Linked DNA regions of Mus musculus: all the other regions are linked to region 6. A link is a contact called in public HiChIP or PLAC-seq and promoter capture Hi-C data. All regions are on one chromosome and are shown on one strand. Each heading gives the region's core, a stretch centred on a gene start, on an enhancer-like site or on the middle of the called end of the contact. The rest is flanking DNA. Distances are from core to core; before and after follow the strand shown.

Region 1 (4,161 bases), core at 1,392-3,891, 1.7 Mb before region 6:
TTTCTACCTCATTCTTCCCGTTGCCCACTCCTGTCTTTCCTTTTCTTGCCTCTGTCTCTGTCCTTTACGGTGTTTCCCCCAGGGTCTCTCGCTCTTGTGTTCTAACACTTTTGTCTTGGTTTCTTTAACGTTTGCCCCATTCCTTTCCTAAGCTCTGCGGGTCACATTTGTCTCTTCCTGTTCAGTGCCATCTCTTTCCTGAGCTCCTTTATGTCCAGTTTATGTTATTGCTTCATGGAAGTATTGCTTCTTTACCCTGTTCCTGCTCAATGCACGTCCCTTCAATCTCTGCTACTTTTGGCAGTTGTATCTTATATCTGAAGCTTGAGTTTTTTGCTAGCAACTGGTTTTAATGAAAAGGAATTTCTCGTCTTTTTTCCTTTTGACCCTCCTCTTATTGTAGATAATTCTAAGAAAAGCAAAGCAAAGAGAAATGATGTCTTCTGTCCCCCATCATTAAACCAATGGGCTATTTTGGAATACAGGGTATGCTTCACAAGTCAGTTGAACGGAAGCTTCAGTGCTGCAATAAAACTGCATCATGTCACGGAGCACCTAATGGAGGAAGTGATATAATCAGCCTGTGGTCCATTGGGCCTCCGTGATGAGGTGGAGTTAGCTAATCTCCCCTGCTCTTAGATGGGAGACTAAGGCTCTGCAGGCAACGCACCAGTTCAGTATTTGATCTTAGAGTGTGAGAACTTTCTGTCCTTTCACATTGAATACCAGGCCATCTTTCTTCTACATGGATAGTGTCATGGAAGAAACATGGCCACTGGATGCACAGATGTGGGCTTCATTCCACGTCTAAGTTTGACTTTGCTCATTACTGATAGGCAGACTTGGTTGCTACTTAATAACAGTTTTTCTCTTTGTGGTGATTTTGATGGCCAGCCAATAGAATTATGGGTGAGAATATCTGAACCCACCATGCTTGCATTCCCATCCCATCAAGAAAATTAGTCAATGAGTCCTCTCTCTCTCTCTCTGTCTCTCTCTCTCTCTGCTGTTACTGTCTATTTGTCTTTCTGCCTCTCTATCTCTCTTCTTCTCCCTCTCCCCATCTCTCTTTCTCAATTGGCTTTATACTACCCGTGTCTTTCTCCAAACCAGGGAGGAAACAGGATGACTTCCAAGATTATTTCCTTTTTGTAAGAAAACTTCCCCTTCTGTTATATTCTTGAAGATCCAGCAAGAAATGGCCTGGCTTATATGTTTAAGCGAGGATAGCAGTGTCCTTGTGGTGTGTGATTGTTGGCAGGAGAAATGTTTAGCCAAGGGTGTGGCTCATGGTCTAAGCCACTGTCATTAAGTAAAACTATTACTCTGATGACTTCTTATGACCACCATTATGATATATACTGTTGAGATAGATAGGGAGCAAATATCACATGGAGTTGGATAAAGCATCCTTTATTCCTTGTGATGATTATAAACACTAAATAATTACAAATAGTTGGGAATTCTAAGTGTTAGCAATTACTGTCAATTTCACTCTCCCTCTGTGTAACAGGATTGATGTAGACTGTTTGCAAATTACCTTTCTTCTACTGAGGTTGTGTGTGTGTATATATAAATGTATACACACAAATGTGTGTTCATGCCTATTGTGAAATTTATAAGGTGCAAACCAAGTGTGAAGAACTGTGCTGTGTGCTTCATATAATTGTCTCATTTTATTGTCGCTGGGAATCTTCTCAGGTACAAATGATGATCTCTGTTCTAGAGACGAGGAAACAAAGGTTCAGTGCAATTAAAGACTTGCTCAAGTTCACACTACTAGCATGAGACAGGACTTGGGTGGAATAACTTAAAACACCCAAAGAAAGAGAAAGATATTAAAAATGGAAATATATTCCATGTCCAAGGATTAATAAAATTGATATCACAAAAATGACTAAGCTACCAAAAGCCGTTCACATTTTAATTCAATCCACGTAAAAATCTCCACCTCATTCTTTGCAAAAATAGAAGACACGATCCTAAAATTCATATGGAAACACAAAATACACCAGATAGGCAAAGCAACCTGAGCAAAAAGAACAATGTTGAAGGGCTCACCTTTCCAGATATTAAGGTATGTTACAGAGCCACAGTAGTACAAAGAATACGGTACTGGCACAAAAACAGACATCTAAGACAATGGACCAAGATCAAAGACCCAAACATGAGCACAGCTAACTACAGCCCTTCATATTTGACACAAATGCCAAAGACATAAGCTGGAGAAAAGGAAGCATCGTCAACAAGTGGCAGTGGGAAAACTGGATGCCCACATGCAGAAGAATGAGATTGGACCAGTGTCTATCTCCTTACACAAAAACTAACTCCAAATGGGTCAAAGGCATGTGAAATCTGAACCCAAGGCAAGCGCTGTGTGTGGGTCGCCTCAGTTATACAGGGCTGATGACTTTCTCCCGATGCATGGTGGAGTCCACGGCCACTGCACTGTCACCAGGCTGAGAGGGGAATTGAAAGTTGGCTTGATTTTCTCATTCCTTAAGTGGTAATAGGAAGCCATTTCACAGCAGCATCATGAAGGTTGCCATGTGTGGAAGGGCCTTATAAGACCAGGACACACTAGCCACTTGTAAGATACTGAGCAACCCGAATCCCTGACCTTTGTACAGGGTTAGCATGGGCAAGGGAGATCAATCTTTCACTTCCCTTTTCTCACTAAAACCTGAGTTGTTTTGCAGTGGGGACAGCAGGGTGTGGGGAGGACGTTGTCTCTAGATAATTGAAGTGAAGGCACAGAGAAGAAATTGGAAAATCAGTAAACTAATAATTCCACCTTATTTATCACTTTTATAACTAGTGTGTATCTGTGTGTGATATACATGTGTATGGGCTTGTATGTGTTTGTGAGCTTTTGTGTCTATGTTTCTGTATGTGTGGGTATGTGTTTGTATCTGTGTATGTGTATCTGTGTGTGTGTGTCCCTCTCTGTGTGTCTGTCTGTGTGTATGTATGTGTTTATGTGTGTAAGGGTATATGTGTGTATGTCTGTGTTTTTTTATATGTGTGTTTGTATGTCTGTATGTATGTTTTTGTGTCTCTGTGTGTATGTGTCTGTATGTATATATGCCTGTGTATCTGTTTCTATGTTTCTATGTGTGTCTGTGTGCGAGTGTATATATGTGTATGTATTTTTGTGTCTCTGTATGTGTGGGTGTGTGGGTGATTCTGTGTGTGTGTGCGTGTGTATGTATATATTATTTTCCCTCTCTTTATTATTTATTATTTTTTTATTTTTTGGCTTTTTCAAGACAGGGTTTCTCTGTGTAGCTCTGGCTGTCCTGGAACTCACTCTGTAGACCAGGCTGGCCTTGAACTCAGAAATCCGCCTGCCTCTGCCTCCCAAGGGCTGGGATTAAAGGCGTGCGGTGCCACCAGCACCTGGCTCTTTTTATTTGTATTTTGAGACAGGGTCTCATTCTGGTCCAGACAGGCCTCAAACTCGTGATGCCCTCTTAGCCTCCCGAGTGCTAGGTTTACAGGTGTGGGCCGCCAACTTGTTCTGTGCCACACACCTGCTGCTTCAGGCAGATGGAACTCCGAATCAATGAGTATTAGCATCACACACACTGAATAATAGCATCAATAGCATAGCAGACATTCCTTGAACTCCATACCTACGAATAAACAGCAGCCTTCTTAACTACACCCTGGTTTGTGGTAAATGATTCTGTAATTCGTTATTATTTTTCAGGTTTGTGGAGACAAACAGTGGGGAGACTGGCGGCCCCACTTGGCTGTGATCCTGTCAAATCAGGCTGGAGATACAGAGTTGTACCAGCGAGCGATTGTCAGCATGGGGGATACCCTGGGTAAGCAGAAATTGGCTTACGCCTTCCCTGGGGCAACTTTCCATGTCTGACATTAGTTTAGTGTTTCCTAGTGTTTCTCAACTTTCCTAATGCTAGCACCTTTGATACAGTTCCTCATGCTGTGGTGACCCCCACCCCAACCCCAACCATAAAACTATTTAGTTGTTACTTTATAACTGTAATCTTGCCGCTGTTAGCCTCCTGGTTAAGAAACCCCAGGGAAAGGTACCTTCATCTGCTTTTGCTATGTTTGTGTGTTTGTTTGTTTTTCCATATCTGTTTCCCAGAATTCCCACTGGGAGCGTTGTGTTTCCATTGCTATATAGCCTCC
Region 2 (3,640 bases), core at 97-2,596, 1.8 Mb before region 6:
CCATGCTGTCGTTAAATCTATTTATCCAATGATATAGTCTTCCATTCTTTCCAGCATAGCATGTACCTCACATACATTGCTGGCGTATAGTCACTTGCTGTTTTAAATAGGTCAGATAGATCTACATCTAATACTAACGTGTGTGTGTGTGTGTGTGTGTGTACATACATGTACATGGTTCATGTGTAAGGTCAGCATTTGGAGGTTAAAGGACAATTTTTGGGAGTAGGGTCTCTCTTTCTACCATGTGACGTCTGGGGGTTGAATTTAGCTTATCAACCTTGATAGCAAGCACCCTTACCCACTCAGTTATCTTGCCAATGCCAAAGCAATTTTATATACTATTTCATATAGACAGTAGTATTATTTTTGGTTCTTCTAGGGCATACCTGTGCCCCTAAGGCTTATGTCATCACTGAATCACATTTACCAAGGGGTAAACCTTTGGAGCATGAGAGTCATTAAGTTTTGGGCTGACTTTTTATTTATTTTTTTACTAACTAATATTTTAAGACAGGGTTTCTCTATGTAGTCCTGGCTGGCCAGGAACTGGCTATGTAGACTAAGTTGGCCTCAAATTTACCAAGATTTACCTATCTTTGCCTTCTGAGTGATGGGATTAAAGGCATGTGTCATCATGTTAATTTATTTTTATTTTTATCGGAGACAGGTCTTACAATGTAGCTCTGGCTGATTCGAATGTTCAGTTTTCTTGTCTCTGTCTCCTGGGCCCTGGGATTACAGGCGTGTGCCCAGCTGGCTTGTCTTTAATTGGATATTCTCTTTGGATTTGTTCAGGATCAGTTAACACCAGACTATTGGTAACAGTTTAGTTTTTTTTATCATAATTAGTCCTGTGTGAGAAAATTAGTGGCAAGAACTCTAGCAGTTCAAATGTAGACATCAAAGGATTCACCTGTGCATTTTGGACTTCTTTCTTAGAAAGAACCCCAGAACTACTACTGAAATGTTACCAAACACAGATTTAATAGTCTTCCAGGCACACCCTGTAGTTCCAGCACTCAGGAAACAAGAGGCAGGAAGATGACATGTTCTAGGCCAGCCTGGTCAACACTGTGAGAGCTACCTAATGAGACCCTGTCTCAAAGACTCTTAATCTGGGGTGATCGAATCATTTCCCTCATGCTTCCTTTTTGTTTTCCAGAACCAGCGAAGAGATCAAGGGTTGCACACACTGTTTGGTCTAACCCTAGAAGTGGTGTGGGGCTGACAGTCCCCTGCACAGACAGACAAGAGCTCCGCCTGCCGGTCAGGTCACCCGGCCAGAGCAGGCACGTCCTGGGACGCCTTTCCGCTCTCCCCAGAGCTCTTCCTGCCACATGCTGGCCACGCCCCTCGCGACTTCAGCTGGCCATGGCAGCAAGGCTGTGTACGCGTTGCCTCCCTCCGGTGTGGCTCTGCAGGTGCAAGCCCAACTCCCCCCCCCCCCGCCCCCCCCCCGGCCCCCTTACAGACCCCAGGGGTACTGCTGAGAAAACCAGCTCCCTTTTCTTTGTTGCAGGCAAGCCTGGCAGGGCCAAGGCCGGCACTACCGAGCTGCACTCTGCACCGAGTTGAAGCAGCCCCTGACCATTCAAGAGGTGGCTCCCCGCCCCGTCGGGCCACAGGAGGTAGGGTGACAAGCTTGACCCCGGGATGCCTCCTTGTATAGTTCAGAGCCTCTGACTTTCTCGGCCCAGCACTCGTGGGCTTCCTGCTTCGGTCAAAATCCTAGTTCCCAAGCGTAGGGGGCGACCAGAGGCTGGAGCGCACCCACTTTAGGTTGGAAGGTCAAGCCCTTTCAAGGTTCACGGAAAGGCTAGAAATGTCAAGGAAGCCCTCCCTCAAATCTCAAGCATAGGCCTCTCAGAGAGCTCCAGAGCCGTTGCCTTAGAAACTGTGTCTGATTTACACAGGACTTTACATAACAATACAGACAAAAGGACCCTTATCCTTTGCTTAGCCCCTCTTCAGGGTCAGTATCAAATTATGTACGGGTCCCCGAACCATTGCCCCCATCCCAATCTATCTCATGAAGAATACAAGCCTGGGCTCCTCTTATGTCCTGCTGTAATTTGGGATGAGATCCTTTTCCTGCCAGGAAATGTGGAAGTCACCTTGGCCTTGCCTGTTGACCACTTTGGTGACAGCGTGTGACACATATGTAGTAGAGAATGACAATTTGAAACAGGGTGGAGTACGCAAGAGTATCTTCATGTTAGGGGTCGCTCATGAGAGGCAGAGATGCAGCTACAGTTGTAAAGGTCACCCAAATGGGGCCTGTGGTTAAAACAGATTATTGGAAGAGAGGGTGATCACAGCCATTCAACTTCCCTCATCTTGAGTCATTCATTTCTGGGATAACACCATGTCATCCAGGCTGGAACTGAACTTACAGTCTTCTTGTGTCAGTCTCCGGAGTGCAGAAATGCCTCCCTACTCTTGGCTAAGTTGTTTTTAAACCAAGGTGGAGTGTCTTGAGGACAGTGGACATGCTATCCACCAGTCAATAAGTACTCCAGTTTTTGGATGCGGAGGCATGGGCTCCCCAGTTTTGCTGTTTGCATTGTAAGGAGCTAGCTTCTGAGAGTGTTTTTATGTTATTTTTCTTTGCCTTTAAATCCCTGGAGTTTGCAACGGGCCCTGGCATGTGGCACATACTTAAAGAACTGAGAAATGAATGATTTTGATAGATAAAGAATGGCTTCTAACCAACCCGCCACCTCTCCAGTAAACGTAAACACGTAGAGCACATTGATCTGGGATTCCAGCTGGCACCTTTTGGGATCCCCACCCTTGTGGGCTGCATTCTCTGATGAGCACCAGAGTTCTCTGGGCCTGTTCAGACAGGTTGCTGAGCCTCTCCTATCTTCCCATGTATGAGTCAGTATGGGGTGTGGCCTCAAAGTTGGAACTTCTTTTTTTTTTTTTTTTTTTTAAGACAAGAGTCTCATTATGTATCCCTAGCTGGCCTGGAACTCATAGAAATCTGCCCATCTCTGTCTTCTCAGTGCTGTCGTTAAGGGCAAACTTCACCCCAACACAAGGTGAAGTTTGAATTTCTAACCAAATCGCAGATGATGCCAGTGATGATGGTCCTGGACCCACCACCTTTTGAAACTCACTGGCTCCTCAAAAGGTCTAGAGTAGTGGTTCTCAGCTATGGATTGTGACCCCTTTAGGGGTTGGATGACTGTATTAGTCAGGGTTCTCTAGAGTCACAGAACTTATGGACAGTCTCTAGATAGTAAAGGAATTTATTGATGACTTACAGTCGGCAGCCCAATTCCCAACAATTGTTCAGTCGCAGCTGTGAATGGAAGTCCAAGGATCTAGCAGTTACTCAGTCTCACACAGCAAGCAGGCGAAGGAGCCAGAGCTAGACTCCCTTCTTCCAATGTCCTTATATTGTTTCCAACAGAAGGTGTAGCCCAGATTAAAGGTGTGTTCCACCACACCTTTAATCCCAGATCAAAGGTGTAGCCCAGATTAAAGGTGTGTTCCTTAAACTCGGAGATTTAATCTTCTGGAATCCATAGCCACTATGGCTCAAGATCTCCTAACCAAGATCCAGATAAGGATCTCCAAGCCTCCAGATAAGGGTCACTGGTGAGCCTTTCAATTCTGGATTGTAGTTCAT
Region 3 (3,966 bases), core at 731-3,230, 1.8 Mb after region 6:
ATACGTAATTTTAGCGCTTGGAAAACCGAAGAGGCAGGAGAATCATGAGTATGGGCTAAATAAGTGAAATCTTGTCTCAGGGAGAAAAAAAGAATTCTTCATATAGAAAGAGAGATCTTCCTTATGTTTGGATGTAGAAACAGAATTGCCAGCAGGTGTTTTGTTAGTAATAAGGCTGGCCTCAAACTCCTGATCCTACCTCCTAAGTGCTAGGATTACTGTAAGCTGCCGAGCCTGGTACAAGGTATTTTAGATTTCACTGTAAAATGTAATTAACACACAAAAAAGTGACTGCTACACTGCGAAAAATTCAAGCTATGCCCATACTTTATTAGTAGACTATATAAAATAAAGACAGGAGTTCACTAAGAAGGGGCATCAAACACATACAGATTGGGTATAAAGTCTAATATCCTACATGAATGGTCGCTATTATCACTACTTTTCCCCATGAGACAGTGTCCCTCTATATAGCTCTGGATGCCCTATAACTTGCTCAGTAGACCAGACTAGCCTGGAACTTAGCGATCTACCTCCAGGAATGCTAGAATTAAGCCACCCACCAGATATTTGTTTTTGACAGGGTCTATGAAGCCCAGGCTATTCCTGGAACTCACTATGTAGACCATCTGGTTTCTAACTCAAAAAGAGCTGACTGCTTCTGCTGAGATTAAAGAATGCTCGTGTTAGAGGTGTTTGACTACCATGCCCGATTAGGCCCATATTTTTAAGCTTACCAGTTTGAGCTCCCACTTTTTGAATATGGGACTCTGAGGTGACTCTGAGAAACATTCCACAGCCCTGTCAGCATTCAATTCACATGCAGAGAATTTGTGGCCTAGTTGCCAGAGTTAGCAAAAACTAAGTAATACTTTTTCTCCCCAACAAACTTGAAACTTGGGTATTCCAAAGTGGTGATGCTACTTTGACTGGGAAAGTTGGTTTCCCACAGCTGCTGACAAAAATAAAGCCTGAAATTTCACACCACAAAGACTGCAATTGCATCAAATAGTCTTAATTAGTTGAGGGTAGTTCCAGTATACCACAAGGATTTAGGCTCACCGTGCATCCAATGTTTCTCTAAATTTATGAGACTACACAGCACACCAGGAAGTAGTCCGGACAAGCTCACTTTATCACCTCGCATTTACAATACACTTATTGAGTAAACAGGTAAGTGCAAACACGGCTTTCAAGACGCAACTTTAACCAATCTGACCTTTTTCCAAAGCGTTATTGTTTGTTTTGAAACTTTTAATCCATTAAGTGCCTCTGTCGATGCCATCACGAATTCAGATGTTTATTTTGGAGCCTACACCAGCGCCTTTTTTGTTTGCTCTTTCCAGCGATTCCCCAGTGAGGAGGAAGCCCCTGGAGTAAAGTCTTTCTCTAGCGTCGGCACTGAAGGGGCGAGAGCTGTAAAAGGGAGAATCGGGAACGCTGGGGTTGGCCAGTCGGGTACTGGGGAGGCCTCTATCAGTGTCAAGAAGCATGGGAAAAGGGGGACCTGGCTAAGCGAGGAGGTGGCACAGATGCCGGGAAGCTCGACAGGAGCAGAGCCCCGCGGCAAGGGAGTTGCGGGCGCACAGGTGAGGCGCGGGACCGGGAAGGGGGCGGCGCCCCGGGATCGGTCTAGGGCGGCGGAGGTTGCCGGGGCGGGGGTGTGTCTGGGTGTGGCCCCGGCGCGCGCGCGGGGTCCTGAGGGAGGGGCTCGCCAAGGGGGCGGGCCCGCGAGCTCGACAGCCCGGAGCCAAAGGGGCGGAAGGTCGCCGAGTGCTGGGAGGGGAGGTGGGGCAGCGACTGAGCGCCGCAGGAGCTGGCTGCAACCCAGACGCGGCCCGGGAGCGTCGGGTATGAGCTAACGGGGCGGGGGTGCGGGGAACGAGCCCAGTCAAGGAGCAGCACCTACCTCCGGGGGTGGAAATGGGCCGGAATGGGCCGGAACACCGTCCCGGAAGTGAAACCCCCCGCCCCCTCCTCCGGAGCGAGCGACGTGCCGGAAGGAAATCAGTCACCCTCACCCCGCCCCACCCCCAGCGCTTTCCTTGCAGGAGCCCCCTCCCCTCAGCCTGTACTCCTCAGGGAGGCGGAGGGCGGGCCTATCGTGCCCGCGGCAACTCCGCCCTCCGGGCTCTCGGGGGCGTGGCCAGAGGGAAAGTTTTGTGGGCCTGAAGAAGGTGGGGCTTGAGGAGGAGTCTGAGGGCGTGTGAGGGGCGGGGTTTAAGTGGACGCAGCAAGCAGCTTTGCGTCTTGACGTCACGAAGACCTTATATACTCGACTCAGCCGCCATCTCAGCCTTTCGGAGCTGTGCGGCATTCTGAGCAGGTATGCAATTTCCTGAGTATGTTATGGCTTCGGGCCTTGGAGGCTGAAGCACTGGAAGCTGGTGGGATTCCCGGCGCAGCCGGTGAGCTTAGTTCAGGGCACAAGCTGGAAACTTTAGGAGGTTGGTTCTGCGTGTATTTGTGACATAAAATAGCATTGGGTTTTGGTCTGGACACCAGACAAAGACGACTCAGCATGCGTGTTCATGCTATGATGAAGGCTATGTTGGTAGGGACAACTGAGCTTGTTGATGAATACCAACGATTCTGATGGCAGAGCATGCTGAGTCACCTCGTGCACGGTTCAACGGGGGTGGAATGCGAAGCCACGCGGTGTTTCTTTCGCGATCACCATGGGATGAAGGCTTTTGCTAGAGATTGCCAGCAGGCCTTAGTCACTAACAAAGAGGACGATTGCTCTTGGGAAGTACCTGGATTAGAGACTTATATGTAACTGCTGGATATGTGCAACTCAACAGTGCCTATGTGGACGGAGTTCTTTGTAAGACAGGTCCATTTTGTGGAAGTAGAACTACTAAAGATTAACATTTTTCTTAGGAATGGCAGTGTGGACCTCTGTGATGGGACATCTTGTGGGATCTCACAGCCAGGTAACTCAGTGGGGGAGGGGCATGACTAGAACATAATGACCACAAAGCCCATGATGGTATGAGAGTAGTGGACAGAAGGGATTTCTGAAAAACACTTTTCTGAGGCTTTAATTCAGCTACTGGAAAGGGTTTAGTTCCGTGAAGAAGGGGACTGACTGTTCACATCTCTTATTTCCAGTTCTGTGGCAAAGGAGGATGAAGGCTTACGAGGTGAGTACTGAATAGTAATGAGAAGTTAGGTTGAAAGGACAGTGCCACAATGATGACATCATATTTGCTACTCTTGACAGCTGGGGTGACGATAGCTTTAAACCACCATGATTATAACTGAGGCACACAAAATAATGATTTGGGGGCTACTTACAGAGTAAGCAGTTTTTACATAAAGATTCCCCCCCCCCAGGACTCGTCAGGAAGCTGGATAACAGAGCGAGCGCAATGTAAGCAATTTTGTGTGTGCATGTGGTCCCATTACAAGGAATACCCAATGGCAAATGAGCACTAAAGATCCCTCAACCCACACATTGAATGTATTGTTCCCTGAGAGCAATTGTAGATAGAGGAGTGGGTGGGAAGTCTGAAGTCAGGGCATTGTTTCTGCGTATCTGAGGAGGCTGGTTTTTGATATGTGGGAGCTAGTGGTCGTTAACGCATTTACCCCCTATTTGGTGGACTCTGGTTCCCCCATCTTAAGTGCTGAGTCAGGGGCCTAACCGGGCAGCTTTAACTATTTGTTTGTTGTAGGTGCTAGAATAGAAGACCAGAAAATGAAATGGTAAGTCAAACTAAAGGAATTGTAGATGCTAAACAGGCTTGGCTTTGTTGCACTCTGCCAAATACTGGCCACGTGTTCCATCCTGGTCATAGCTGAACACAGCCTGCATGATGACGAACAAATACTGACTACCTGAAGATCTTATTAGCTCTATCTGATGGTGGGCTTCCTTGACATTTATTGTGGGGCAAACTCAAATCTGTTGACTGCATTGAAAAGCTCTTTAATGTTTTTTTCTAGGTGGAGTTTGAGGCT
Region 4 (4,000 bases), core at 1,387-3,886, 1.7 Mb before region 6:
AAATTAATTTTGGTGGGTGAGTGTTTGAAGAGTTTCATAATAACTCTTGAGATAATTGGAGATGCTTTGGGATACCACAAAAGGAGCATTTGGAGTAGCTGAACTGGATGTTTAAACTAGAAATGTGCAGCTAAGGGTAGCCATGGGATAACAGCTCTGAAAATGAAGGAATGGGAATGAAGAGCTAAGAGTCTGGGCTTGAACTTGGTCTGCTGGTAAACTTGTTCACTGAAAACCAACCAACCAATATTTTAGAGTAGCAGTCACCAGTTTCTGTGGTGTGGACACCCAGAGCAGAGTGACTTTTGAAATTACCTCTGGCTTAATGAGCAGTTCATAAAACTCTTGACTATTTCATAATCAGCTCTGTGAAGCACTGCGTAAGGCAGCTAGCTATAGCTAGTGTACTAACAAACTTCGTCGACGACCTTCTACTTAGCTTTGTAAAATCTTGGGTAAATCACTATTCTGTAGCTCTTGGTGTTATCATTTTTCTATCTATCTATCTATCTATCTATCTATCTATCTATCTATCTATCTATCTATCTATCTATTATTAGATATTTTCTTTATATACATTTCAAATGCTATCCCAAAAGAAGTTCCCTATACCCTCCCTCCGCCCTGCTCCCCTACCCACCCACTCCTGCTTCTTGGCCCTGGCATTCCCTTGTACTGGGGCATATAAAGTTTGCAATACCAAGGGGCCTCTCTTCCCAGTGATGGCCGACTAGGCCATCTTCTGCTACATATGCAGCTAGAGACATGAGCTCTGGGGGTACTGGTTAGTTCATATTGTTGTTCCACCTATAGGGTTGCAGACCCCTTCAGCTCCTTGGATACTTTCTCTAGCTTCTCCATTGGGGGCTCTGTGTTCTATCTTATAGATGACTGCGAGCATCCACTTCTGTATTTGCCAGGCACTGGCATAGCCTCATATGAGACAACTATACCAGGGTCCCTTCAGCAAAATCTTTCTGGCATATGCAATAGTGTCTGGGTTTGGTGGCTGATTATGGGATGGATCCCCGGGTTACTCAGATGCTCTCTAAGTCTCTTTTTACACTTAGCACCCCAGGAGCATAGCCATTGTGATAGACTGTGTCTAATGCTGTCATCTTTAAGCAACAAGATTTATGCCAGAGTTTTATGACCGGAATTCTGATATATAAAAACATAATTCAACGTAGAGTCTGTTTGATAATTAACAGTGTTCTGATTCCTGCCTTCAATGTCTGTGTCCTCCTCCAGGGCCTCTTCCCAGGGAGATCAAAAGCATCATCGAAGCCACTGGTGAGCCAGTCCTCACGGCCTAGCGTGGTAAGAAACCGCTGTCTACAGTCTGAGATTTGCTTGGTGCTAGGAAAGAAACTCTCCAGGTTTAGATACGTTAGCTATCTGACCACAAGAACTGATAATGGCATTTTCTCCTGGACCAGGAACTACATGAAAGGCTAACTTGTTCTAACGGGCTTGCAAGCAAGGACAATATCTTTTCATATTTATATATGGCAAATGCTGGCACATAACAGGAACTCAGATAAGAGTTCGTTGATTTGGGGTTGGTGGTGAAGGCCTCTAATTGTAGCTCTTCAGGAGGGGGGAGTCAGGGGATAGCAACTTCAAGGTCTACCTTGTTTATAGAGTGAGTTCAAAGCCAGCCAGGGCAACTTAGTGAGACTTCCTTCTAAAAAACAGGGCTGAGGCTACAGCACGGTGGGCAGGCTCTGTCTCAGCTTGCTGGAGTGCTGGGTTTAATATGTAGTGTGACAAAACAAACTCATTTGTTGAAAGAATACAACCCATCTAGAGGAGGATTTAAAATGTAAAATGTACGTCCCAAAGGAGAAAGCGCAGCCTATGTTTACTTTAGTAGCATGAAGAAATGTATTTTTCAAATGTGAGAAATCCCTTCCTCGAGAGAGAAAACTTTTTTAGTGCCTTCAGTTCAACATTGGGACTCCAGTCTTCCCCTCGGCTAGAAAGCAGAGTTGACTGCACAACAAGCACCCAGTGGGGAAAAGCATGGGTGAGGGAAACCCAGACCAGACAATCTAGGTATTAACCGCCCCGCGCCCCCCTCCCCACCGCCTCAGTGTGTGAAGACTGCGCTTGCTCTTAGCATGCATGCACTTGCTTGCAGCTCATGTATGCTACCACCTCCTCCCCTCTCAGTGAGCCTCGTCAGCTAAGTGTTAGAAAAAGAAACTGAGGCTCAGAGAACACTGAGTGACAGAGCCAGCTACTGGCAGAGCCACAAGTCCGCAGTGACGTTCCGTCCCAACACATCGGGCTGCCTCAGGCCATTCTGGGCTTCCTCTCCCTAGCGTCCCTCTTCCGTCCCTCTTCCGTCTTTGCTGTTTGTAGGGGGTTTGGATGTATTTTCATAGGAGTGTAGCTGGCTCAGTCTGTGACCAGGTAAACAAAAGCACCAGCCCCTACCAGGTTCTGAGCAAATATGCCCAGTCAGGGCTGTCCCAGCCTGCTGTAGCTCCACTGTACTTTGCCCTAATGAATCAGCTCCGTGGAGGCCGGGCAGTTGCAAAGGTAAGTAATTGGCTGTAGATTTGAAGGCCAGGTGAGTCTCGGTAGATGTGGCACCTGGACTTTGTCAGTCTCTAAGAGGGGAGCAAGCAGTCCCGGCAGGTCTCTGGAGCCACGCTGAAGGAAGGTGGAGAGCCATCAAAGCAGGTGTGTGGGGGCACCGACACCCATCTTTTCCTTGCCTTGGGCTGGCTGGGCTATCAGAGTGGGAGGGGCGCTATTGGCCTTGCTGAGTCCGGGGGTTCACTTCTGTGCATACAAAGCTGTGACTGTTATTATAGACACAGTTACTTCATTCTGAGACTCTTAAAGGTTTGAAAATGAGTACTCAGAGTTTAACCTACTGATGTTGGTGACTCTTGGTGACAGAATGATCAGGTATTGTGCCTTTGTAGTCGGGGCTAGGATACCTAATGAAAAGTCTGGGGACAAGTGAATCAATTACTTTTCAAGTTCTCTTACTTGTGTTCAAGTACTGTTGTGTTTCATGGGGCTTTAACAAAGGATCCTTGTATGGCACTAGGGGTATTGAGCCTTTCCTGGAATTGCTGGCAAAGTTTTCAATACGACTGAGTATTTCAAGGAAGTAAGCTGGCACAGAGAGGTAGGCCCAAGGTCCTGTGTTATGTCTGCCTTGAAAGCAGTCCCTCCTCTTGCCTGCTCTCTCCTGCTGTCTCTCACTTCCGGGCTCATTGCTCTGGACCCTGGCTCTGTGGTGTTCAAACAGGGTGATCTTGGTTTCACCACATGCCCTTTTGACCTGATAAGAGTTTCAGATGAACTTGGAAGCTTCCAGACTAAGAACAGGCAAACAAGTTCGATTAGAATCAACATCGCTTTCAACATTCCCAAGGGGAAGTGAGGGGTGGTGGCAGCTGTCCTTGCCTGCGTACACTGCTGATCCAGCAGGCTCTGAACAGGAGCCAGGCTTGGGTGGGCTTTCCCTCTGTTATGTGCTCTTCTGCCACGCAAGCAGGGGAACTGGAAAAAGACACTAGGGCCTGGAGGTAGTTCTTACCTTGAGGAATGTGTGGGGACTAGTCAGGTGTGAGAGAAACTTCTAGGTCTACACAACTTCAGTCAGAAAGAGCTGGGAGACCTAGCTCTCCATTTTTCCACAGCGGCAGCCACAAACTGTGCCTGTTGGTTCTCCCAGAGGGAGGGCTAGAGGAGGTTAAAGAAAGCATTTGGAAGAGAAGTCTGTCAAGGGGTCAATTGAAACAGTATGTGTGTGTGTGTGCATGTGTGTGATGTGTGCATATATGATGTGTGTATGTGTCCATATGTGATTTGTGTGTATAAGCATGATGTGTGTATGTGTGCGATATGTGCATATGTGATGTATGTGTATGTGTGTGATGCATACATGTGCACGTGTGTGGTGTGTAAGTGAGATATGTATATATATGTGTGCATGGGTGCATTTGTGGGGTGTGTGTGTGTAGGTTAGACAGAG
Region 5 (4,151 bases), core at 1,123-3,622, 1.9 Mb after region 6:
GCGACCGAGGATGAGACAAAAACTGGTGGTTTTTATAATCATGCTAGAAAAAGAAGTGGTGAAGCACTTAATATATGTGTGGTTAGTTTCTTCTAGTATGTTAAAATCTAATATTTTCTTACTATAGGGTCATGAGTACTTCCTAATGCTGTATCATGGGCACACACAGCAGCAAAGTGAACAGGACAAGAGAAAGCACAACAGTTCAAAGCCACTTGATGTATCAATAACAAATCTGAAAAGGACATCGATTCTCACTCTTTACTTGAACTTCATCTTGAGATCTTGCTGCCGCTGCCTGTAAGGTGCTGGGATTTACAGGTTTGCAAGGCCACGTCCAGCCTTCCTCCTAGTCCTAAGTCCTGTCCTTATTATGATGGGATGCCTCTTTTCTATGAGGGTCTCTGTGTTGTTTATCTTTGATGTTAAGTGACATGTGACAAAATAAGTTTGTAACCATAATACAAGTCTAAACAATGAATAAATACAACTGACTTGTTTCAATAAAGATTCTAGTACAATTTCTTAAGACAGATTGAGAAAAGGCATTAGTAAATTCTGGAGGAAGGCAGACTGGCACTACATACTTTTCTATTTTTCTACATCTATTTTAGTCTTTAAGCTTTACTGTAATGCAGCTATTTTAGTAAGCATATTGATGAACCCCAGTAAAATAATCAAACCATAACTGGGAATGCAGTACAGCATCTTACAAATACTACTTTTCCTTGGCAACAGACTCCTCTATATTGTACAGGGTATTACATTTATAGTAAGCTCACAAAATTTCACACTTAATGATTATGGATAACAAAAAACTACTATGCAAAAAGGCAGATTTAAATATTAAGAACCAGAAAATCCAAACTCTTTAGAAATCTAACTCCTACATATAAAATATAAAGCTGTAGTAGGGTATGGTGGTGCACACCTTTTAATTCAGCACTTGGGAGATACTGGCAGGTGGATCTCGGATTTTGAGGGCAGTTTGGTCTACATAGCACGTTCCAAGACAGCTAGGACTGCATAATAGTTCTTGTTTCAAAGCAAACAAACGAGCAAAGAAACCCAAAAATCCCTAGACAACACAAAACAACACAACCAAATAAACGAAGTTGCTATTTTCTGACATTACTAGTTTCGATTTACTTGAAACAAGAACGATTAATTCCAAGCAGGATTTGTTAAGGTTTGTGAATAAATAATCGTAAACGATGCACTGTTAGTAGAAGCTTAATTTCAATCACTGAAATCAATGTTTCATATTCTTAAAAAGGCTTACCTGCGCATTGGCTTTCCTTCCCTGCACCATGAAAAGTATCCTTCACCGTGTTCTAAAGCCGTACCTTCAACAAGAGAGAAGTAGTAGCTTACTAAAAACTGTTCGAGTTCTCCAGCAACTTGTATAATCACTTCACTCATTTCGTCTGTAATCAGGAATCTTACATCCTAATGTAATCTTTGCGTAGATGCGCAATCATAATGTAATGCCTTTAAGAGGACTATCACTAACTAAAGATGCTAAGGTGACAGATTATATGTGAATGTGAGGGTGACTGGGAAAGCAGTCAGGATCAAAATAGTCATGATCGCTAGTTGGTGTTTTCTGCTCAAGAAGCACCTGGGGAGTTTTTTGATTTTTTAACTTCACCATCAAGTATATTTGCAGAGTAATCACTTGATACCAGCAGCAGTACTAATTTAGTGACTCGGATAGGAAAAGCATTGTTTTAGCACTGAATCCGAAGGTTGTTAACTTATTCTGAAGTGACAAGCAGGCCGGAGGCGGTTGCCTTTAAAAACAACTCCACTTCCGACCAGCCCAGCCCGGGCAGCTTGAACAAGGGCAGGGAAAGTAGTTCTAGACTACAACTCTCCCAAGCTCTCGTCTTAGTCGCCGAAATATTGTTCACCGCCAGGATCTTGCTGGCTTCCAGAGAGAAAATGGGAGGCAGAGTGCTCGCTCCCTTAGAATTCCAAGTGAAGCTGTCCAGGATGCGGAGTCCTGCGTCCCCAGCAAGCATTGCACAGCCTTGCCCTGGCTTCAAGACACCTCGGGCAGCCAGCAGCAGCGCAGCCTGGAGCCCTGAAAGGCCCGACCGAGGAACCCTACCGTCCCTTAGAGGCACGACTGACAGGCAGCCTAGAAAGCACTGCCCTGACCCCGCCGGGCAGTTCGGCAAGTTGAGCTCATAGATCTGCAAAGCGAGACCTAGGGCTCTGTTCTCCATCCCGTGCTCTAGAGCTCTGACTTACTGGCTTTGACACTTTTCTCTCTGCGGCACCCTCTCTGCCTTCTCCGCCCTCTCTGCCTCCACCTCTGGAGCCGCTAGCGCAGGCAGGATGCGGCTCCTGCAGCGATTTCCTTTCCCTGCACCCGCCCAGATCCAGAAACAGGAAGCGGTCCGATGGCTAAATCCTTCCCACGGAACTGCACGTGTTCGGGCAAGTAGTTCCGTCATGGCTCCGGAAGTAGCTGTGCCTTTCGCTGAGCGTTTCCCAGGACTGGTACCATTAGTCGATCTGACTTTTACAATATACTTAGAGAGCAACCAAATAAAATATGTATGAGGTGAGGGTTTCATTTTTGAGTATATAACTAAAAGTCTGTTGCTGATGTATTGAAAACTATACAAGGCTATTATTAACCAAAATTTCTTTAGCTGAACTTTATTTGACATCTATAGACTCTGTGCAGTTGTTTTTGATAGGAAATATACCTCATATTAATAAACTTGTAGTGGGAATGATTGGTCTTTAAATTCAACTTCTAATTCTAGTTCTATGATACACTTTGTCATTTGGCCAAGTTTTTTCTTCATATGTACCAGTGATATATAAGTAAATAATATATGTACTAGTAACAGCTATGGATACCCCATTTATTATCAAATACTTAGCATATAACATTGTGTATTAGTTTATCAGTTCTAGTATCTCTCTTATTGAAGGATTTATTACCATTTTTCCAAATGGTGGTAGCATTATGTTTCAGATAGTGCCATTCCAGTCGGTACCAAAGCGTTATGTAACTTACAAAAGGGTAAGGGTATCTACGGAGCATAGCCTGTAAGGGTTAGAGCCACAACTTGATGCCGTGTACAATGGTTCTAGATTCTGGCCACAATTATATTATATCTTCCTCCAGAAAGGTTCAAGGATTCTCGTTGGTCCATATTATTGGTACTTTCAACTTTAATTTTTTGCCAATCTGATGGGTATAAAATAGTTTAGATGTACATTTTTCTGATCCATTGAAATGGCATCTTATATGTGCACCTCTCAGGTTTCTTTTGTGTAGATTGTCTAAAAGTCATCTTCAAAGTGACTCAGATTCTTCCAAAATATGAGTCATGATTTTAATTCTTTATAGCTATACAGTTCTATAGCAAGGGAGTTATAAAAACATTAAGGAATGCTAGTAACTAAAATGGGCTTTTAAGCCAGGGTGAAAGTAATATTTCCTATTCTTAACCCATTGATTCCTTCTTAACCTACTACCCACTGTAAGCTGGCTTGTGCTTCAACTACTCTGTTTCTTTTTAAAGGGGAGGAGTTCAGTGTGAATCAGCTCTTCATATTTATGCCAATTAACAAAGTATACATAAAAATAAACATATGAAAAAACTGGCATTTCCAATTATTATAGAACTCCTACAATCCCATAGGCGTCCTCTTAGGGATCCTAAATTTCTAGTTGAAAATATACTTAGAACTGGTTTTATAATGTGTGAGTCTGGGGCAATAAACAATACTCTGGGGGCCAATGAGCTTAACTTTTAGACATTTGATGAGAAATAGTGTCCTATTTGTCATGTTTAAAGGACATAGAATCCAAGGCTTAGTTGTAAACAAGACCCATGAGACTCTTGGTTTTGTCAAATCTTCATTTCTGAGGAAATAGACATTATAAAATTAAAACACAAGTTGTGTGGTTGCTTAATTACAATATCAGTATATCTGAAAGTGATGTACAGGATTTGCATTAAGAAAATATGTAGCAGGGAATCCATATCTGGTCTCAGTGATCAGGGAAAATATGGTTGGCAGCACTTAAGATATTCCTTGGTGTTCTTTGTCCCCAGTAATTGGTACCTTATGCATGTAGCCATCTCCTTTTTTGCCATTGTGATTATTATAATGTATTAAAA
Region 6 (3,848 bases), core at 1,114-3,613:
TCTAATTGAGAAAGACAGGCCTTTTCTGGTGAGTCTACATTGGAAGCCCTCTTCCAGGCTTGGGGAAAAAATTCCAACAGGAAATTCTTCCCCAGTTCCCCACAATAAGTTGAGAGACTAATAGTGGAGACCTGTATCCCTGTTCTGTCTCAGGAGAGATGCGGTTTCAGTATTGCTTGAGTGAATGGCCAGCCTAGTGTGTGAATGATTGAGCACATGAGGGGAAGTTTGGCTCAGGAAGTTATCTTTTTTGATTTTGTTGTTGGTGTTATGTCTCAAATCACCCATCCTACTGTTCCAAATCTGTATACTTTGCTCAGCCTCCTCCCACCAGATACCCAGCTCTATATATCCTGGACCTTAAAGAAGTTTTCTTCTCTATTTCCCTGGTACCAGTAAGCCAGCCCATCCATATTTGTCTTTGAATAGACAAATCCAATGAGAGGAGTCAGCTAAAATGGACCTAACTGCTCCAAGAGCTCAAAAATAAACTAAATGATAATTGATGTTATATCTAAAATAATTACTATGCTCTACCAGAAATAAATGTTTCAAAGTTACTTGACTCTCCTCTAACTTTGATGTAAATTATGGTCTTTGTGGGTTTTGATTTAAAAACTCTGTACCCCTCAACTAGAGCACCAAGAGACTTTTCAAAGATATGAGACCACTCTCCATCTGGCCATCAATAAAAAGGACTTAAAACTTTTAATATGCTTAATTGGTGTGATTATCAGTAACTATATTGCGTGGATTATTTCACGAGTACAGAGTTTCTAACAACTGTTCCAAATTTACAGCGATTTAATTCCCAACACTTAGGAATGTGTATAATAATCCAGTTTTATGTATATACTCCAAGTGTATGCTTATCCAGGACCATAAGGTGCCCATCTCTTATTCCCCCTTGGGTTGCCGCTCTCTGTGGTCCAGTGACAGAAGGAATAAGGACAGTAGCCCTAAGTACTGTATCCCTAATCAGAGGATAAAGGAGCCTACAACAGATGCATCATCAGACTGGTAGACATCAGACACGTTGAATTCTATCTGCTTCATGTCCAGACAGAGGCTCTGACAAAAGTTGTCCTCCTAAACCGGCCAGGTTTAGACTTAGTTTTCATTTCCCAGGGGAACTAGGCGAGTATTGCTGCTTCAATGCCAACAAAGACGGAGTTATCAATGAGGTTTTACAAAAGGTTGGAGATAATTTAGATAAGTGACATCAGGGACAAGAAGCAAATAATTTCTGGTACTATAAAATGTTTGATTTGAAAGAGTAATAAAGACAAAATTCTAGGCCTTTGGGCCCAGGCTTGGGAATTTTGCCTTTGTGACTCAATGCTCCAAGGTATGCTAATCATAAAACAGATATCAACATTCCTCCACCCATCAGCTTCCTGGGTTCAAAGAGTGTTAATTCAAAGAAAGTCACCCTGACCATTGCTGGAACCCACTATGCAAAGGTGCTATTGCTAGGGGCTCTTAGATTGTTAGGGGCTCTTAGAAACTGTCTTGAGAGATAACCTGACACTTGTGACTTTGTACTTCCTTGTGACTCTTAACTGGTATTTTTGGTATTTTCCAACAACGCCCTTCCCACCTCCTTAAGTTGTGGTTTCTTCCTTTAAATACCCCCTAACCCAGCTACTCGGGGCGCCACGGTCCTCTACCCCTGCGTGGTGTATGACCGTGGGCCGAGAGCGCTCTTGAATAAAAATCCTCTTGCAATTTGCAGCAAGACCGTTTCTCGTTGGTGATTTTGGGGTGTCGCCTCTCCTGAGTCAGAACGTGGGGAAGTCCTCACGTTGTGGCTCTTTCAGATTGAAACCTAAGGCTTGTAACCCTTTTTCACTGCCCTGGCCCCTTACTCCTCCTAACAGGACTTCAAAATCTAAACAGAAAAAAAAAATCTAAACGAAAACAAATTATATTCCTGCCACACAATCGGGAAAAAGCGCGAAGCCGCAAGAGAACACAAGTGAGCTTAGTATTTTCCAGATAATAATCCATAGCCGCATGCGCGCTCGCTCACACGCATGCGCAACACCACTGCTCCGTACCGCCGCAGTTTTAGCTGGGCAATCCGCCAGCGTCCACCCGGGGCACGCTTAAGCAGTTGCTTTTCGAGCGTTCCCGGTCCACTAGACCAGATTCCCCGTCCTTTCCCCTTCCACCCTTTGGCTCCATGAAAACGGCCATCTCTCTACTACGTCAGAAAGGAAATCAGCTTTCCACTCGGAGAACTACACGCTCGGCATCTCCGTACAGCCCGGCGCCGGCGCCGGCGCCTGCGCGCGCAGCTGCTCCGCTGCCCCGCCCCTTCCGCCGCTCATGCGCAAGCCCGACCGCCTCGGCGCGCCCGGGTTGGCTGCCCCGGCGGCCTCCTCGGCAGTCATGGCTCCTCGGATGTGATAGTTTCCCCCGCCCCCTCGCGTAGGACGCGGCGGCGGGGCGGCGGTGGGAAGCCTAACTTTATTGTTCCCCCGGCCCGTCTCCCGGCGCGTCCTCAGGATGCTCGGGAGCTGAGCGCCGGGGGCGGCGGAGGGTCGCGGTCTGTCCGGGCCCTCGCCTCGGAGCGCAGGGCCAAGGGAGGGAGTCACGATGTCAGGTAGCCGCCAGGCCGGCTCGGGTTCCGCTGGGACGAGCCCCGGCTCCTCGGCCGCCTCCTCGGTGACTTCCGCCTCCTCGTCCTTATCCTCGTCTCCGTCGCCGCCGTCCGTGGCGGCCTCGGCGGCGACGCTGGTGTCCGGCGGCGTGGCTCCGGCCGCGGGCTCCGGCGGCCTCGGCGGCCCGGGGCGGCCTGTGCTGGTGGCGGCCGCGGTGTCTGGCAGCGCGAGCGCCGGCGGGGCGGTGTCCGCGGGCCAGTCCCGGCTCAGCTGCGCGGCCAGGCCCAGCGCCGGCGTTGGAGGGAGCAGCTCCAGCCTCGGCAGTAGCAGTAGGAAGCGACCTCTGCTCGTCCCGCTTTGTAACGGGCTCCTCAACTCCTACGAGGACAAAAGCAACGACTTCGTCTGGTGGGTTTGCATAGCAGCCCCTGCGTGCATGACCACGAGTTTCTGCTGCTGAGCCTGGCGGGGTCCCGTGGAGGGAGGCCTGTTGGAGGTGCTGGGATTCGAACCTAGAGAGTTGAGTGTTTGCAGAGTTAAGGTTCCCGGTTGGGAGGTGGAGCTGGACTGGGATCCTTAGGCAAAGTGGTGAAATGGGATTGCACAGAAGTGGGTGCTGGTGTCCAGGAACTGAAGGCATTTAAGGGAGTGCTTAAGGATAAAGATGGAGGTCCAGTAAGTGGTTATTAGAAAGGAAGTATTCGGGGTAGGAGGTTAAATCCCTTCTGGTTTTTGTTTTTGTTTTCTTTCTTTTTTTGGCCATCTAGTGGACGAAGTATCAGTCAGGAGTAGTTCATGATTTTCGGAGGTAGAAGACTAGTTAGTGCCTGGTGATTCTGAGGTGTGGGATTGCTGGTCAACACTATATTGTAAAAAAGTAGATGGTGCTCGAAACCTGGTTGGTGATGCTTTACGAAGTTATTTTTGCCCATCCTGCGTTGGAATATGAATTTGAATAGATAGGACACTTGTAATACTGTTAATAATTTTGTAGTCAAAGTTTGTTCACACCCAATTCCAGGTTTCAACTGTTGGAAAAAGGGAAACACATTTTTAGTGTTTCTGTGTTGTATGGAACGATCGCAGCGCTGTGTATACACTGGAATCTCTGACTTGAGAAACGCTTTTACAGTCATTGCATCACAGCTGGCATCTTGAGCGACACAGTAGAATTCAGGCATTTGGCATCTAAGAGGGACTTTAAGCAAAAGATGAATCTGATTGTCTTGAAGAATGCTTTGA
Region 7 (3,784 bases), core at 768-3,267, 1.8 Mb after region 6:
TTTTCCTATGCTTCTGCAGCTTCATAGCTGCCTCACAGAATCCTAGTCTATTCCCACTTACTGCTTATGAGTTTTGTAAACTCTGCTCAGGATTATTTCAGTCCTCCGGTGGGTCACGTTTTATCGTTATTCCCTTTAACCGATATTAGTACTTACTGGGAATAACACTATTAGACTTTTTCAAAACAAAACAGAACGGAAAAGGCAGTGACTTCCGAGAAATTACAAAAGTGGCAAATATTATTCTCTGCCTGGATAAAAACTAGCAAAGGTTGGAACTATTTGGGAAAACGACCTCCATGTATTCCTGAACCATTTTCTTCAGTTTACCTGCGGTACTGAATCCATCCACACAGAGTGACTTCTTGGCCTAAGTGGGACGAACGCAACTCTCCACATGTGTTGGTCCGAGCAACAAAGCTACTGAATTCTTTAAGAAGAGAAGGAAAAAGCACTTTAAAAGGCATCAGTAAGAATGTTTGTAGTTTTCTTTAAAAATACTCTCCATTCATGATGTATCAGCTCTTTCAGGTCAATGGGTGAAGTTGTAAAAATTTTAAATTAGATGTGTGTGTGTGTGTTTATGTGTGCGTACCCACAGGTATGTGGGCTCACATGCCACGGTGCCCCTGTGGAAGTCAGAGGACAACTTGTTGGATTCTGTTCTCTTCTTCCATTCACAGTGTGAGTTTTGGGAGTCAACTCTGGTACTCAGGCTTGGCAGGAAGTGCCTGAAGCCACTGAGCCATCTTGTAGGTCTGATGTAGTTTATAAAATAGCCTAGATTATACAATATCCCTATTGTGTTTACCTGCACAAGTGTCAAGGCCCAAGCAAATAACTGCCCCAAAGGAAAATTTTGCCTTCTGTTTAAAAATCTAAACCTTGTACATAAACTAGCACTTGAAGGGACATAAAATGGTAGCTGTCCATTTTGGTAAGTGACATATAATTTTAGAAATTACCTGCTTGACAGTGCAGTTAGTATTTAACTTTAGTACAAGTATAGTTTATAACAATCATTTGTAAATCAATAAACTATTAGAAAAGATTTTATTTAAATTATTACTTTAGTTTTTCTACTAATAGTATACACTACACAGGCTATCTACTTTTTTTTTATAATCAAGGGGGGGACCTTAATTATAACTAATCAAGAGAATGAATGACCTGGTATTAAAATGCAGTTAGAATCAGGGAAACAAGCTGTCAAAAACAGGCGGAAGCTCGTAGCTGCCTTCACCTGGAATTCTTTGTGAACTCAACGCCAGATTTCTGGAAAGAGAACCCCAGATTGGCCGCATGGTCTTCCCGATGGGTCTGGATAAACCCCTGCATAGACGACTTAACCAAAAACCAAGATACATGTTGAAGTCCCGGGATCCGGAGAGACAATCACGAATCCCACGCTGCAGGTGTGGTGGTGCTCAAAACTCGGTTTTCGGAATACCTGGGAACCCTTAAAATTCTAGTTCCCACGCAAATGCATCCAGACCCTGCTCCGCTGAACGTTCTAGTATCTACAAAGTAGATTGACCTGCAAGGTCTCCAGAGACCTTAGGTGAGTGGGTAGGGGGAAAGCCTTTGCTTCCTTCAGTGCATCAGTTCCCACTTTAATTAAACAAGGCTGAGCCCCGAAGATGCCTCAACAGCAGCGCCAGTGCCAGAGCGCCCCAGCCGGAAGGCCGGCCACCAGGCGCGCGTCCTCCCTTTATTCCCACGTATCTCGAAGGTGACCAGGGCATAAGCAGAAATATAAGGAGGTGCAGCCTCGTGTTTCAACTTTCCCAAACCTGGCGGCCCATCCTGGATTTTCCTGAAAGGTGAAGACGAACAAATCCAAACAGCTCTGAGGTTCAAACCCAGACACAAACCACATCCACAAGCCAGTCCCTCTGACGCCCGGCGAGCGCCAAAGTTACGCAAGGATTCCGGCCAATCAGGACGAGGGCGCCTCCGCCATGTTTATTGTGGGCGGCAGTATGCGGGAAAGTTTCGCACCGGTTGGAAAACGGAAGAACAACGCGGCGCAATAGGGGATTGGGAATTTGAGGCTATTGATTGAAGCCTTCCAAGCCTTGCCCTCAGTTAAAATGACGACTTCAGTTGCTTTCAGTTACGTGAAATCGGAGGGCCACAGGCGAGGCTTTCCGAGTCGGCCGCAGGGCAAGTCGGGAAATGATTTTAAACTGGAGGGCGTGGCGTGTGTGGAAAAGCGCCTAGACGAGCGGAACTTTCAAGTCTACCTTTGATCCCCGGAGAGCTCCGGAGAAGGGTCTTTGGGGACTCCCTGTTTTTCGTGGGCCGGCGCCAGCTTCCGAAGAGCGAGGATCATAGAGCCGGGCAGCTTGGGAAGCCGAGCTGTCTCTCCCGGGGGAAGTCGCAGGTCTTGCTCGAGCCTGAGGGAAGCTAGGTTCACTCCAGGACTCCTGATGTCTCTTCTGAACTCACCGGGGATTGCTTCGGTTCTCTCTTAAGCAGTCATTTTGGCCACTTTCTTCTTCTTAAAAAACCAAAACCTTTCGTCTCGACGTAGTCTTGGAGCAAAACTTGAAGGATGATTCGTGAATCCGGAGTGGATGACAGTGTCTTTACGACATAGTTTTGGTAAGAGCTTTTGGGTCCTCGACTGGCCGTGTACTGCATTTCTTTCTGTTGTGTGACTGTTGTCTTTGCAATGCTTTTGTGTATTTAAGATGTGTACAAACGGAAGCTAACGTCAACGTGAGCGTTAGTATGGGAGCAGTGGGTTGACTTTTGTGGCAATATTGCAGTGACTAACTCAGGGACTTTCTTCATGGACTAACCACAAGAAAAACTACTGAGTTTTAGTTGTGTGTTAGGAACTGAGTACAAGAGAATTTGATGAGAGATATAGTTCCGTGGATACTAGAAAGAGGCTGATAGGACCCTTTGCCACGGGCATAAGAGTCAAAGGAGGCGAAGAATTGAGAAATTCGTAGAACCTTTCCCTCCAGTCACCTGGCAACATAGCAGCGTACTTACTAATAGGGTCGTTTGAGGAGTGAACAGTAGTACCAGATATGTCCCAGGACTAGGGAGGCTGAGGCAAGAGAATTGCCGTGAGTTCTAGGCCAACCTGGGCTACACAGAGAGACTGTCACTCGATATAAACAAAACACCCCCAAACAAAAGAATATTCGTTAAAGGCTTAATCTTTGTTAAGTGCTTACAAACATGCCTGAAAAGTAATGTATACTTAGCAGTTATTGTACTAGTTAGCCTACTTTAAAGAAAGATTCTGTATAAACAGAACTGATGAAGACTCCTATCTAAATAGCAAACAAGTGGGGAGAAGAACGGGAGGAGGTGGTGGCAGAGGGAAGACGCTGCCTTCTGAAGGAAAGTTCAGTTGATGGAAGATTTTTAACAGAGGGGTTCGGATAAGTGGGACCTGCATGGCTGCTATGGACAGGAAGAATTTGTAAAGTCAAAAATAATAAAAAAGACTAGGAGCTCTCCTGCCAAACCCAATACTGCTCTGATGAGAAGGCCAAGGGTGTCTGTAAAGATAAAGATGTCTTCCAGAAGTTGGCCTGGGACCTCCACAGGCATAAGAGCCGAAGGAACTTCTCCTGGTAGCAGCAGCCCCAGTTCTTGGTTCCTCCTGACCCCCACTGAAGGTCCTTCTGTAAGTCCTGGAAGCAGGCAGGACAGGAGGTGGGACTCTTAATCCAAACCACCTGAAAGCAACGAGAAAGGACAAGACAGGGAGGGCCATTAACCTAAACCCACTGAGGTGCACATTAGTGGGAGGCTCACC

Evidence for each region. Promoter capture Hi-C pulls out the DNA fragments that hold promoters and counts their contacts. HiChIP or PLAC-seq counts read pairs in DNA pulled down with a chosen protein or histone mark. Capture Hi-C pulls out chosen DNA fragments and counts their contacts.
Region 1: a promoter capture Hi-C map of liver shows a contact between it and region 6, with 4 times the contacts expected there. The contact joins the enhancer-like site here to the promoter of Cop1 in region 6. A contact is called at or near these places in 5 of 39 promoter capture datasets (the 3T3-L1 cell line, hippocampal neurons, liver and 1 more), 1 of 484 Hi-C or Micro-C datasets (hematopoietic stem and progenitor cells) and 1 of 115 datasets of contacts at active chromatin or transcription factors (large pre-B cells).
Region 2: a promoter capture Hi-C map of the C10 cell line shows a contact between it and region 6, with 3 times the contacts expected there. The contact joins the promoter of Cryzl2 here to the promoter of Cop1 in region 6. A contact is called at or near these places in 3 of 39 promoter capture datasets (the C10 cell line, hippocampal neurons and liver) and 1 of 115 datasets of contacts at active chromatin or transcription factors (astrocytes).
Region 3: a promoter capture Hi-C map of neutrophils shows a contact between it and region 6, with 3 times the contacts expected there. The contact joins the promoter of Zbtb37 here to the promoter of Cop1 in region 6. A contact is called at or near these places in 3 of 39 promoter capture datasets (the C10 cell line, neutrophils and pre-B cells), 1 of 115 datasets of contacts at active chromatin or transcription factors (astrocytes) and 2 of 9 other capture datasets (adipose tissue and liver).
Region 4: a FOXA1 HiChIP or PLAC-seq map of pancreatic cancer cells shows a contact between it and region 6. The contact joins the promoter of Sec16b here to the promoter of Cop1 in region 6. A contact is called at or near these places in 8 of 39 promoter capture datasets (the 3T3-L1 cell line, 3T3-L1-derived adipocytes, frontonasal cranial neural crest and 3 more) and 1 of 115 datasets of contacts at active chromatin or transcription factors (pancreatic cancer cells).
Region 5: a promoter capture Hi-C map of pre-B cells shows a contact between it and region 6. The contact joins the promoter of Klhl20 here to the promoter of Cop1 in region 6. A contact is called at or near these places in 3 of 39 promoter capture datasets (cranial neural crest, hippocampal neurons and pre-B cells) and 1 of 115 datasets of contacts at active chromatin or transcription factors (astrocytes).
Region 7: a promoter capture Hi-C map of liver shows a contact between it and region 6, with 2.4 times the contacts expected there. The contact joins the promoter of Cenpl here to the promoter of Cop1 in region 6. A contact is called at or near these places in 3 of 39 promoter capture datasets (the C10 cell line, liver and pre-B cells), 1 of 115 datasets of contacts at active chromatin or transcription factors (astrocytes) and 1 of 9 other capture datasets (liver).

The regions. Positions count from the first base shown.
Region 1 is chr1:157,547,295-157,551,455 of GRCm38.p6, forward strand. Sec16b (SEC16 homolog B (S. cerevisiae)) reads left to right here. Exons shown (of 26, transcript NM_001159986.1): 13 at 3,713-3,830. Among named protein-coding and RNA genes, the nearest start is that of Sec16b, 23 kb to the left of the region's middle. Within about 2 kb of position 2,642, at least 13 of the 459 cell types and tissues checked have an H3K27ac peak or open chromatin away from gene starts, as enhancers often do. A contact at or near this core is called in liver, where this site is marked.
Region 2 is chr1:157,457,222-157,460,861 of GRCm38.p6, forward strand. It overlaps Cryzl2 (crystallin zeta like 2), which reads left to right and starts at 1,347. Exons shown (of 10, transcript NM_001033284.2): 1 at 1,347-1,424; 2 at 1,523-1,631. The coding sequence starts at 1,375.
Region 3 is chr1:161,032,869-161,036,834 of GRCm38.p6, forward strand. It overlaps Zbtb37 (zinc finger and BTB domain containing 37), which reads right to left and starts at 1,981. Exons shown (of 5, transcript NM_001356489.1): 1 at 1,910-1,981; 2 at 1,220-1,416. It overlaps Gas5 (growth arrest specific 5), which reads left to right and starts at 1,733. Exons shown (of 11, transcript NR_166052.1): 1 at 1,733-1,851; 2 at 2,884-2,936; 3 at 3,115-3,146; 4 at 3,340-3,376; 5 at 3,681-3,711; 6 at 3,952-3,966. It overlaps LOC115487643 (a small nucleolar RNA gene), which reads left to right and starts at 2,526; the gene lies at 2,526-2,605. LOC115487678 (a small nucleolar RNA gene) reads left to right here and starts at 2,982; the gene lies at 2,982-3,043. It also overlaps LOC115487638 and LOC115487644.
Region 4 is chr1:157,523,534-157,527,533 of GRCm38.p6, forward strand. It overlaps Sec16b (SEC16 homolog B (S. cerevisiae)), which reads left to right and starts at 2,637. Exons shown (of 26, transcript NM_001159986.1): 1 at 2,637-2,691.
Region 5 is chr1:161,129,107-161,133,257 of GRCm38.p6, forward strand. Klhl20 (kelch-like 20) reads right to left here and starts at 2,373. Exons shown (of 12, transcript NM_001039482.1): 1 at 2,257-2,373; 2 at 1,283-1,346. The coding sequence starts at 1,290.
Region 6 is chr1:159,229,837-159,233,684 of GRCm38.p6, forward strand. Cop1 (COP1, E3 ubiquitin ligase) reads left to right here and starts at 2,364. Exons shown (of 20, transcript NM_011931.4): 1 at 2,364-3,014. The coding sequence starts at 2,602.
Region 7 is chr1:161,068,750-161,072,533 of GRCm38.p6, forward strand. Cenpl (centromere protein L) reads left to right here and starts at 2,018. Exons shown (of 5, transcript NM_001159930.2): 1 at 2,018-2,607. It overlaps Dars2 (aspartyl-tRNA synthetase 2 (mitochondrial)), which reads right to left and starts at 1,911. Exons shown (of 17, transcript NM_172644.4): 1 at 1,244-1,911; 2 at 331-430. The coding sequence starts at 1,367.